Linked DNA regions of Capsicum annuum: region 2 is linked to region 1. The links are chromatin contacts, called in public Hi-C maps. All regions are on one chromosome and are shown on one strand. The core of a region is the stretch at or near the end of the contact, and the rest is flanking DNA. Distances in the headings are between cores, read along the strand shown. Region 1 overlaps LOC107855741 (AP-1 complex subunit mu-2). Region 2 holds the start of LOC107847094.

Region 1 (5,336 bases), core at 2,257-4,756:
GATCATGTTAGCAAAAGTTAGGCCACCACACTTCCCAATGATCATGTTAGCAAAAGTTAATCACCACACTTCTTTCCCCTACTTTCTCATATCTTTGTGTAGCACCATGCATCTGTCAGGTGACTACTTTTTCATATCTATTTTTTCTTAGCACCGTGTTTCTTTTCGGTGACTATTTTCTCATATCTGATTTGCGTAGCACCGTGCATCTTTCTAGTGACTCCTCAAATCTAATTTATGTAGTTCCGTACGTCTTTCCGGTGACTCCTCAAATCTAATTTATGTGGGGTCGTGCCATCATTCCGACCCTACCCATATAATTTCTCTTTTTCAGTAGGGTCGTGCTATCATTCCGACCCTGCCCATATAATTTCTTTTCCAGTAGGATCGTGCCGTCATTTCGACCCTACCCATATAATTTCTGTTTCTTAATAGAGTCGTGCCGTCATTTCGACCCTACCCATATTTCTCTTTCTCAGTAGGGTCGTGCATCATTTCGACCCTACCCATATACTTTTTTTTCCTCAGATTGTAGTCACTTTTCAGCCATCAAATCTAATAATCCGGCGTGTGAGCATGTTTCGGCTAAGTTTCCGGTGACTTTCATGTTCAAGATCTACTCGTCTCTTGATTTCGAGATGACCCGTATATTTTATACCAGTTTTCGACAATTTTCCAGCGACACATCGACCTTACGACAATATTTACTACTTTTCGGATCATTTTTTTCAGTTTGTTCCGTTTCAATTGAGGTCTCCCATACGTCCAAAGCAGTCCTTATCAGTTTTCTTGCAGATAGCTTCACCAAGTCCCTCACCGATTCTCATATTAGTTACATCCATAACAAGCTTGGTACATATGTCTTCTATGCACCAGCTTGAGGGGGAGTGTTAGAATATGAGTAGGAATAGGAATAACATATAAAATCCTACTTGGAAAAGGATTGTAATGTAGTGTCCTATTAGGAAAAGGATTGGAATGTATTGTCTATAAATAGGGCCCCAATGTAATAATGTAGTTACAACAATTCAATAATATTTTTATCTTATATTATTTCTCACAGATTGCATGCATTACGTTATGACAAAGTTTTCCATATCCAATTTACGAGTTTCTTCGATAATTTCAGTACTGCAACTAATGTTGAAATTGAGTTACCCGTGGCAACGGATGCTACAAATCCAAATGTCCGAACATCAATGGGATCATCTACTTATGCACCTGAAAAAGATGCACTGATTTGGAAAATAAAATCTTTCCCAGGTGGTAAGGTTAGTGTAGACTTGATCATTGTTGAGGATTTAACTCCCCTGATCGAAAAAAGAAGTTGAGGATTTAACTCATAGTTTTTGTTTGTTCTCTCATTGCACTTGCCTATATGTGTTGCCATTTCTTTTTCAGGAATATATGTTGAGAGCGGAGTTTACTCTTCCCAGTATTACAGCAGAAGAATCAGTTCCTGAGAGAAAAGCTCCTATACGTGTAAAATTTGAAATACCTTATTTTACAGTTTCGGGTATACAGGTAAGCCATTAAAGGCATTAGTTGTACTAACTGTCAAAAAGATTGGTTTTACTTTGTCGTAGACTTCCAAGTCTTTTTTCCCTTGATTTCTGTAATCTCTACTTCTCTAGGCCCATGTTGATATCCTTGCTTGGTCTATCATATTAAAAAACCACTATGAGTTTCGGATGAGCTGTTAACACTATGTAGTTGATTGGTTCTCAGGCTGGGAAGGTAGTAGGGGAGTCGGATGGCATTAGGAATTCGAACTGGCAATTACACTAAGGCTCAACACTTCAAATGGTATTGGGAATTAAGGGTTATTGTACATGTAAAGGCATATTGGGGATAATGAGGTGATGTTACTGGTTCAGTTCAGCTGTAGACTCACATTGGAAGAAACTTAGAACTGGCAGAACAGAACACAATGTCCTTTTAGTTAAACTCCATTTTTTAAAGTTATTTTCCTTGCTAGTCGCTACTGTTATTATTGCTTGACAGTGTGCAATACGAACTAGTGGAGGCGATGTATAGCTGATTGTTATCTCTTCATGTGCAACAACTGCGTATATTGAAGTCTAATTACCCATGGATGAACATGTCTGTTTTCATGGTACAAATATCCACTGTAGTGCTGCAATTAACCAGCTGAATAACTTTAAATTATTTAAAAGTGGAGATGAGTTTATCGGAAACAGCCTCTCTACCTTGAGCTGGGGGTCTATCGGAAACAGCCTCTCTACCTCTTTAGAGGTAGTGATATGGACTGCGTACACTCTACCCTCCCCAGATCCCACTATGTGGGAATATACTGGGTATGTTGTTGTTGTAAAAGTGGAGATGAGTTTATAAGACTCCAACAATACTGACTAATATGTGGATTCTAATTAGGCACTGAGAGTTCACCACCTGCCTTTCTATAGAACAGGAAGTAACTATCTCTAGTGGGCAAACTTTTCTTCAGATCTAATCTGGCTATGCTGTTTGTTGATCAAACTGTCAACCACAATTTGTTCAGTGTTGGGAGAGTCTTTTATATGGAAACTGAAGTATATTTTTGTTTTTTCCTGTTCTGTAAGCTGATATAGCGTGTGCTTAACATTGTAACAATATGTATTGTTTGGTGCATGCTAGGTTCGCTACTTGAAGATTATTGAGAAAAGTGGCTATCAGGCTCTTCCATGGGTGAGATATATTACTATGGCTGGTGAATATGAGTTAAGACTAGTATAAGGTCAAGCGCAGATGGTGTTTCCAGCCAATTGAGTTTGTTAGCAGGCCTCAAGTAACAAGTTCTAAAACTCTCAGCCCGTTTCGCAAAAGGCAACTGCTCGTTCACTCTGGATAGCAACATATTTTTGGGGGCCAGTTTTGTTGTTTATTGTATTTGACTCTTACATGTGATGGTGTTCATTTGCTTGTATCATAGCTTTTAACGATTAGTCTCATATCAAATATTTCGTCAAGGCAGATTCCCAACTATCTACTGCTTTGTATGTCTTGGTCTCGTAACAAATGATTGATGTTAACAACATTGGCATTTTGTTGTTATATATTTGATGGTGGGAGTTTCTTTTTTATATTTCAAGGTCTTCGAAAGGTGATAAGTTGATAACATTTCACCTTTGCTTATAGGAAGTCGTTGAGCTATATTTGTAACAGTTTGGATCTTGTTATGAATCGATGTTGTTGTTGTTGGATCAATTATAATCATGGATATAGAGATCACTATGATCAAGCCTCTGGGACAAATAAAGTGCAAGGCAAACTAACTCAACCTAGTACCAGAAATTTAAAAGGAAAACTAATACCGTACCAAAATGGAAGCATAATGTGTGATCAAAATAAAAAGGGATTGGAATAGCACCTATTGATTCTTTTATTGGAATAGCACCTATTGATTCTTTTACTCCGACGATGACAAAAGAAACACGACCAATGCCTTCAGTCAAGTTTAGGCAACTTTTTTCTTAAATGAGAAAAAGTCAACATTACCACGCTGACACACATTCTCATGCAATATTAACGTTCATCCTTACGGCGTTTTCCTCAACAGTTGCACTACTCTTCGTTTGATATAAAAATTAATTGTTTCATTTCACTTAGTCATTTACCAAATTAAGATGGTTAATATTTTTTAGTATTAAATAATTATATAAAGTAATACTAGTTAAAGTTAGAGTTTCAAAACATTATTAATAAAGTTAGTTTAATAAAATATAAAAAAAATTAAGGTGCGTATCAGGTTAATAAAGATCAAGTAATATGAAATGAGGGAGTACTATTTAAAATTTGTTTGCTCGATATTTAAATATTTTATTTTACTTTTAGTGACACAATTTTTATAGCTTCATGAGTGTCATCAAAATGCGCATGGTAGATTATTCTATTGTATTTCTTCCTTTGATTATGATTGACTTTTTGTTCAATATCATAAGAGAAGAAAGAAATTTATGTAGGTCAGATCCTAGTTGAGATAAATGCTATCCGACTTGAATGATCAAATTGATTCTTTCACTTTGTCGAACTCAAAATAGAAGCTCTCTTTACCCAGAGGAGATCCATCTTTATAGATATCATCATCTACATCCATAAAGCTCTATGTTTTGGAAGAAGCTCGAAAAAAGTTTGGGAATTAATCAAAAGAAAAATCTGCAAGATATGTTTAATTCTCCCTCCATTTGACTATCTGAGTAGGAAACTGGAACAGTCCTTAATTTCAAAGAAAAAGCTGAGACGAGAGCTATGCCTTCTGGAATCAGAACAATAACTGCTATAAAGTAATGAGATGTGCAAAAATGATCCCTATAACCAGATTCTCCATGTTATATGTGAGGTCAGTAAAATTCTCCAAAGAGTGATTTCTACTCTTCCTTTTTTCTAGTTTTTTTTTTATGAGTGATAAAACGAGAGATTTTTCATCTGCCAATGAATTGGATCCACCCCAATACAATGATGGGATTCTTGACTATGAGATGTGGACATGGCATGATAGATATTGAACTTCACATGAAAATTGAAATTTCTGACACCACGAATCGGTATTATGATATTTGGTACATAATTTAAATTTTTAGTATTTAATACGTTATCTAATATTTGTAATAAAAACATCGAAATATTGAATATGATACCGAAGTATATAATTACATATATAAGTCACATATATTATTATAATACTAATAAATATAAAAACTAGTATTAGTATAAATAAATTTGGTTACTGAAATTTTGACTAATTTATCTTGGTTGAAATATTTTTTTTTTGTGTAATTAATTAATAGAGGGGGTTGCTTGTACTTTTTTTTAAAAAACTGTTTATACATTTGTAAAATGCTAATATGATATAATTAAGATATTTTTGAAATATTAAAATCATAATTCTCCATTATATGAACATATATAAGTCAAAAACTATTTCTACATCTGTAAAGTGCTAATATGAACATATAGTACAACGTATGAAATCAAACTTAAAAATATCGGGTGATATTAAATTAACTTGATAAAATAATAACATTGTAATTTTATAAATCAAAAACTGAAATTATCGAATTGAAATTTTCAATACTGTATTATATCTTTCCATACGATTATTAAGCATCATTATCTCAATTTATAATCAATAGCATTAGTTACTGCTATAGTTAAGTCTTTTTGAGAATATGTAGAAGATTCCTCTTATCGTGTAGGAGTATACAAAACAGTTAGTTTCCTTAATTTTGCTGTAGATTATTATTGTGTTGTATTTAAAGTTTAGCTGTTGAATGAATAAAATTAACTTTTCACTACTTTTCTTTATTAAAATTTATATGGTATTAATGACACAACCC
Region 2 (4,833 bases), core at 748-3,247, 310 kb after region 1:
TAAAACCCTTAGCGTGTATGTACAAGGTACAAGTGAGTTTAACAATTTCATAAGTGGCCTAGGTATTACATATGTTGTTATATTTTGGTGGTTGACTTGATTTGACTTGACTGATAATTCTTGTTGACTTTTTTGGCTATTGTTAAGGTTCTATGTGTTATCTGAGTATCACTTGTTGTACTAAGGTAGTCTAAGTCATCAGTTATAGTCTGGGTTAATGAATTAATGTCTTGTGGTTGGTCTTAGCATGCCCGAGTGGGTTATCTTTAGAGGTGTTTAGGTGGGGTCTTATATGAGCCTTGGTGCAAGTTCATGATCACAGAGTATGGTTAACTTATTATGGATCTAAAAGAGTGAAGTCGTAAGGGTAAGAGTGGTACCTCAGGGTTCTTAACTAAAGGGCTTAGCAGGGAAACTGGTTAGTTCTTGAGGTGGGAAAAGTAAGGTTAGATAATTGTCAATTGTCAAATAAGGAAAGCAGATGAGCTGGGGACCCGAAAAGATATAGTAGTTTAATGGTGAACAACACGGGGAATGGGAATAGGGCGATGATGAATTAGGTGATGTCAATGTTAAGATACATAATTTCTTTTGAATATTTATGTTATGTTTGGATTATTCAATTTGGTTCGACCGATGAGTCTTATTAGTATGTGTGGTTATACTGATGCTACTCTTGCTATACCTTTTTTGGGGTGTAGTCTTTTCTGGGAATCAGTGTTGGTTTCATGATTGACGCAGATAGTGATCCTCTCATCAGCAACTTATAATCCTCTCATTCATGATGGAGGATGTGTCCAATTTTTATCATTTTTCATTTAGAATCTCTTATACTTGTTTAGACTAGGTCCTTGGGTAGTTTGTATCTTTATGCACGTATGTATATTCGTAAAATCTGTTGTAATAATAAATTGGTATTTTGTTACTTGTTGGACTTTCACTTATTTTAATAAAGGGTGGCAAGGGATTCTCCTATTTAGGTGGATTAAAATAGGTGTTCTCACGATCCGGTAGTTTGGATCTGACATAATAAATGTAATACACATTTTTGAAAGGAATGGGACAGAAACTTAATATATTTGAATTTTAAAAAAAAAAAAAGTTTTGTATATCGCTTGAGTTGAGTGGAGTCGACATTCATCGGATCTGAGCTTGTATCTTCAATTTTCGATCAATTCATCGCACACTTAGCATAATATTCCAAAAGTATTTATGCTAATTAGCTTGGTAACGCGTGCAACACATGTATTTCAGAACTAGTATTACTGTAAATATTAAAGTCGGGAAACTTCACCACAATAGAGTCACATGTTTTATATTAAAGTCTAGCGACATTATACATTAAACAAAATTTGGTAGTTCTATTGTAATATATTATTTATACAAACTATCTAAAAATTACACAACTTATGTTTCCAATATTACAGAAAATCTCAACTCCCTAAACATATTACAAAAATTTCAACATATACACACAATGTTATGTATATGTCGACTATATTATGTATATTAATAAGGGGAGAGAGAAAAATAATTTAAAAAATGAGAAAGGATGTAATTACTTTCAAAAGGATTGGTATTTATGTTATTTATATAAAAAATTACACAAATACACAACTTATGTTTCTAATATTACAAAAAATTCAAACTCCCTAAACATATTATAAAAATCTCAATATATACACAGAATGTTATATATATGTAGACTATGTTATGTATATTAATAAAAGGAGAGAGAGAGTAAAGTAATTTAAAAAATAGAAAAGGATGTAATTACTTTCAAAGAATGTAATTACTTTCAAAATGGTTAGATTTATGGTATTTATACTATTTGTCTGACTTTATTATTATGGTGGATTGGGTGAAGTTAACCCTCTAACTAACAGATCGACAGGGCAACAGTTCTAGCACCAAGCTAACATAAGAAATGGAGGGTAAACCTCTTTTCCCTCATGAAGGGTATTGCTTAAAATAGATAATTGGTCCTTTTCTTCTTTTGTAGCTTCTCTTTTAAAAATTAAAAAATAAAAATAAAAATCTTACATCTATTTTTTTTAGTAATGAAAATCTTAACTGCATAAGAGAACCGTCAGTTCTACGAACATGTAGAACCTCTAGATTTTATTGGCTCTTACAATGCGATTATTACTCACATATATAAACATTGAAAAAAACTTTCTTGTGTTTACATCTCAATTTAATTTTTTTTTTTTCAAACTTTTACATCCCAATTCCAGCAGGTCCAGAGAAAGGAAAAAAACAAAACAATTTCTCTGAGAAAAATATGAAAACCATGACTTCACGAAAATTGAATTGCTGTTCATTATTAACCATGGCTATCATTCTTGTCCTCACAAAGAGGAGCGAGGCTCATAGCGAAGTTCCGGTGAGCCCATATTGCAAGACTTGCACTATACCAAATTTGTGCAACAGGGTTGTCAATGGGGCAGCAAATTGGAACGAAGCAATGGTTAAGAGCATAAACGCATGTACACAAATTTCATACAGGTAGGCAGGGGTATCAATTGGTTGGGAGGGAGGAGGGGGTTGCGCTGACCTATCCAGAAATCATATGGGTTAAAATAGGCTAAAATTTGAGCGATTGGGTGTTCGACTTTACTAAGTTTAAATTCTTGGTTTAATTCTTTGTTTGTTTTCTTAAAATTTATTTAATCACTTAGTGGAATCTTTTTTGAGGGATTTGTTAAAAAGGTTAGTTCAGTGCAATAAAGTTTTTATTATGCACTGGTGTGGGGAAGAATAAAACCACAAGAATCTATTATATGCAATCTGACTTTATATTTCTATAAAGAGCTATTTTGAAAGCTTGAACTTGTAATCTCATGGTCACATATAGTAAAAAATTTTCTTTAAAATATTTAGACAGTTTCTAAAAATTCAATTTGGACTACATATATCATTGCAATTTTAAATTAAAAAATGGGTGGGTCATTAAAACACCCAAACCTTAAGCGCATTGTACGTGTTATGATTTTATGAGTTAATTATTTTACCACCTTTACATGCAGGATTCAAAATGTGACCACCAACATTCTTCCACAAATCACAGGGATTGAACCACAATCAAAAATATCAATTCAAAATACATGTAAAGAGGCTATGGATAGTGCAGTAAGTGATCTTAAAGAAGCCATGAAGGCACTCACTAAGAATGATCCAGGAACAATGCTCACTAATTTAGCATCTTTGCACACTGATTGTGCTGATGCATTGGAACAATTTGGGATCAAGTTTTCGCCCCTCAATAAAGTTGTTGGCCGTTACCTTAAGTTTATGTCCGTTGCCTTGTCCGTTGCGCAATGTCCACAGTGAACTTCTTCTCGGTTAATGTACTGCTTGGCGATAATTACAAAGGAGTTCAAATTTAAACGAATGTAATGCAGTTACAAGATCATTGAAACTGCTTGGTCTTCTTTTTTTTTTTTGCTGGATCTTCATACATGCTAAATTGTCTCTTATTTGTCAAGAAAATATGAGTATTACACACTTTCAATTTGCTTGGCTTGATTTGCAGTAGTGGACCAAAATAAATAATGTTCCGTGTGAATTCAAACATAAAATCTTCAACTCTTTTTAAAATAAAATTTACACTTTTAAAAATTACAGAAAAAGTATTATAAATAATACTTCAAGCATATTTAAAAGAGGGACTTATAAAAATAGCCTAGGGTTCAACAAAATGGAAGTATTTCTAGCCCAAATTTTAAAATTACAATGTATAGCCTTTCTTTTTTCGTTTTATTTTTTTTGTTTCTTTTTTTCCTCTCTTCTATCTCTAACCTCTACTTTTCTTTTCTTTTTTCTTTTTATTCCTTTTTATTTTCCTCTTTTTGTTTTGTTTTTTTCATTTTTTCTTTTTTTTGTTGTATTTTATATTTTATATTTTCGAAAATACAATTACTCCTATACAAGTCACGATGATGACGGATATATCATAATCGCTCATTAGTTTGCATTCATCATCTTTCTTTTTCATTTTTTTTACTTTTAGATTTTTTTTCTATTTTTGTTTTCTCTTTTTCTTTTTTCGATTCTTTCTTTTAGTTTTTTTTCTTTCTTCTATCTCTTACTTCTATTTCTCTTTCTTCGTTTTTTTTCTTTTTCTATGTTTTTTCATTTGTATCTTTTTCTTTTTAAATTTATTTTATTTTCATTTTTTTTTTGTATTTTTTCTCATTTTTGTCTTTTTCGTATTTTTCCCTTTTTTTCTTTTTGGTTTTTTCTTCTTATTTTTATCTTTTTATTTTTGCCTTATTTCGTTAAGTTTTTTTCCTTTTTTTTTTCATTTCTATATATAGCTTCTACTAGATAATGAAGGGTCTATTTTACGGGCCTAAAATTACAGTTTTAAATATATTTATTGATATTTAATTAATTAATCCAAAAAAATATATTAATATTTTAAATAACAAGATAGAAAACGATAATAGAGATCACACTTTTAAAAAACTATATTTTTTATTTTTATGAAATTAAATAATAGATTACAACTTATTTAAATTTCTCTAATTAAAATATAATATGCTTTAATCCTTATTTTTAACTTCAAGTTAAACACATTTTCTTGAATTAAATAACTAATTTAATATTTTTATTTTTAAATATTATTTACAAAATTATATAAGAGGATAAATTAAAATTATAAGTGTCGGTATATTAATATTTTTTATAAAATATTAAAAGCAGTATTTTCTTAAAATATAGTCTTTTTATCCAATATACAATATAAATAAAATTAACTATCATATTTACATTAAGAAAATAAGAGATTCTTTGTACCCATATAAATATATCATATATTCATTTTCATAA

Evidence for each region. Hi-C and Micro-C count contacts between places; a contact is called where the count stands out from the background.
Region 2: a Hi-C map of leaf shows a contact between it and region 1, with 2.5 times the contacts expected there. The contact joins the promoter of LOC107847094 here to the enhancer-like site in region 1. A contact is called at or near these places in 2 of 5 Hi-C or Micro-C datasets (leaf and placenta).

The regions. Positions count from the first base shown.
Region 1 is chr11:110,564,480-110,569,815 of UCD10Xv1.1, forward strand. It overlaps LOC107855741 (AP-1 complex subunit mu-2), which reads left to right. Exons shown (of 11, transcript XM_016700750.2): 9 at 1,130-1,271; 10 at 1,402-1,524; 11 at 2,638-3,083. The coding sequence ends at 2,736. Among protein-coding and RNA genes, the nearest start is that of LOC107855741, 12 kb to the left of the region's middle. Within about 2 kb of position 3,507, at least 4 of the 5 cell types and tissues checked have an H3K27ac peak or open chromatin away from gene starts, as enhancers often do. A contact at or near this core is called in leaf, where this site is marked.
Region 2 is chr11:110,879,327-110,884,159 of UCD10Xv1.1, forward strand. LOC107847094 reads left to right here and starts at 1,998. Exons shown (of 2, transcript XM_016691336.2): 1 at 1,998-2,508; 2 at 3,030-3,514. The coding sequence starts at 2,285. The coding sequence ends at 3,333.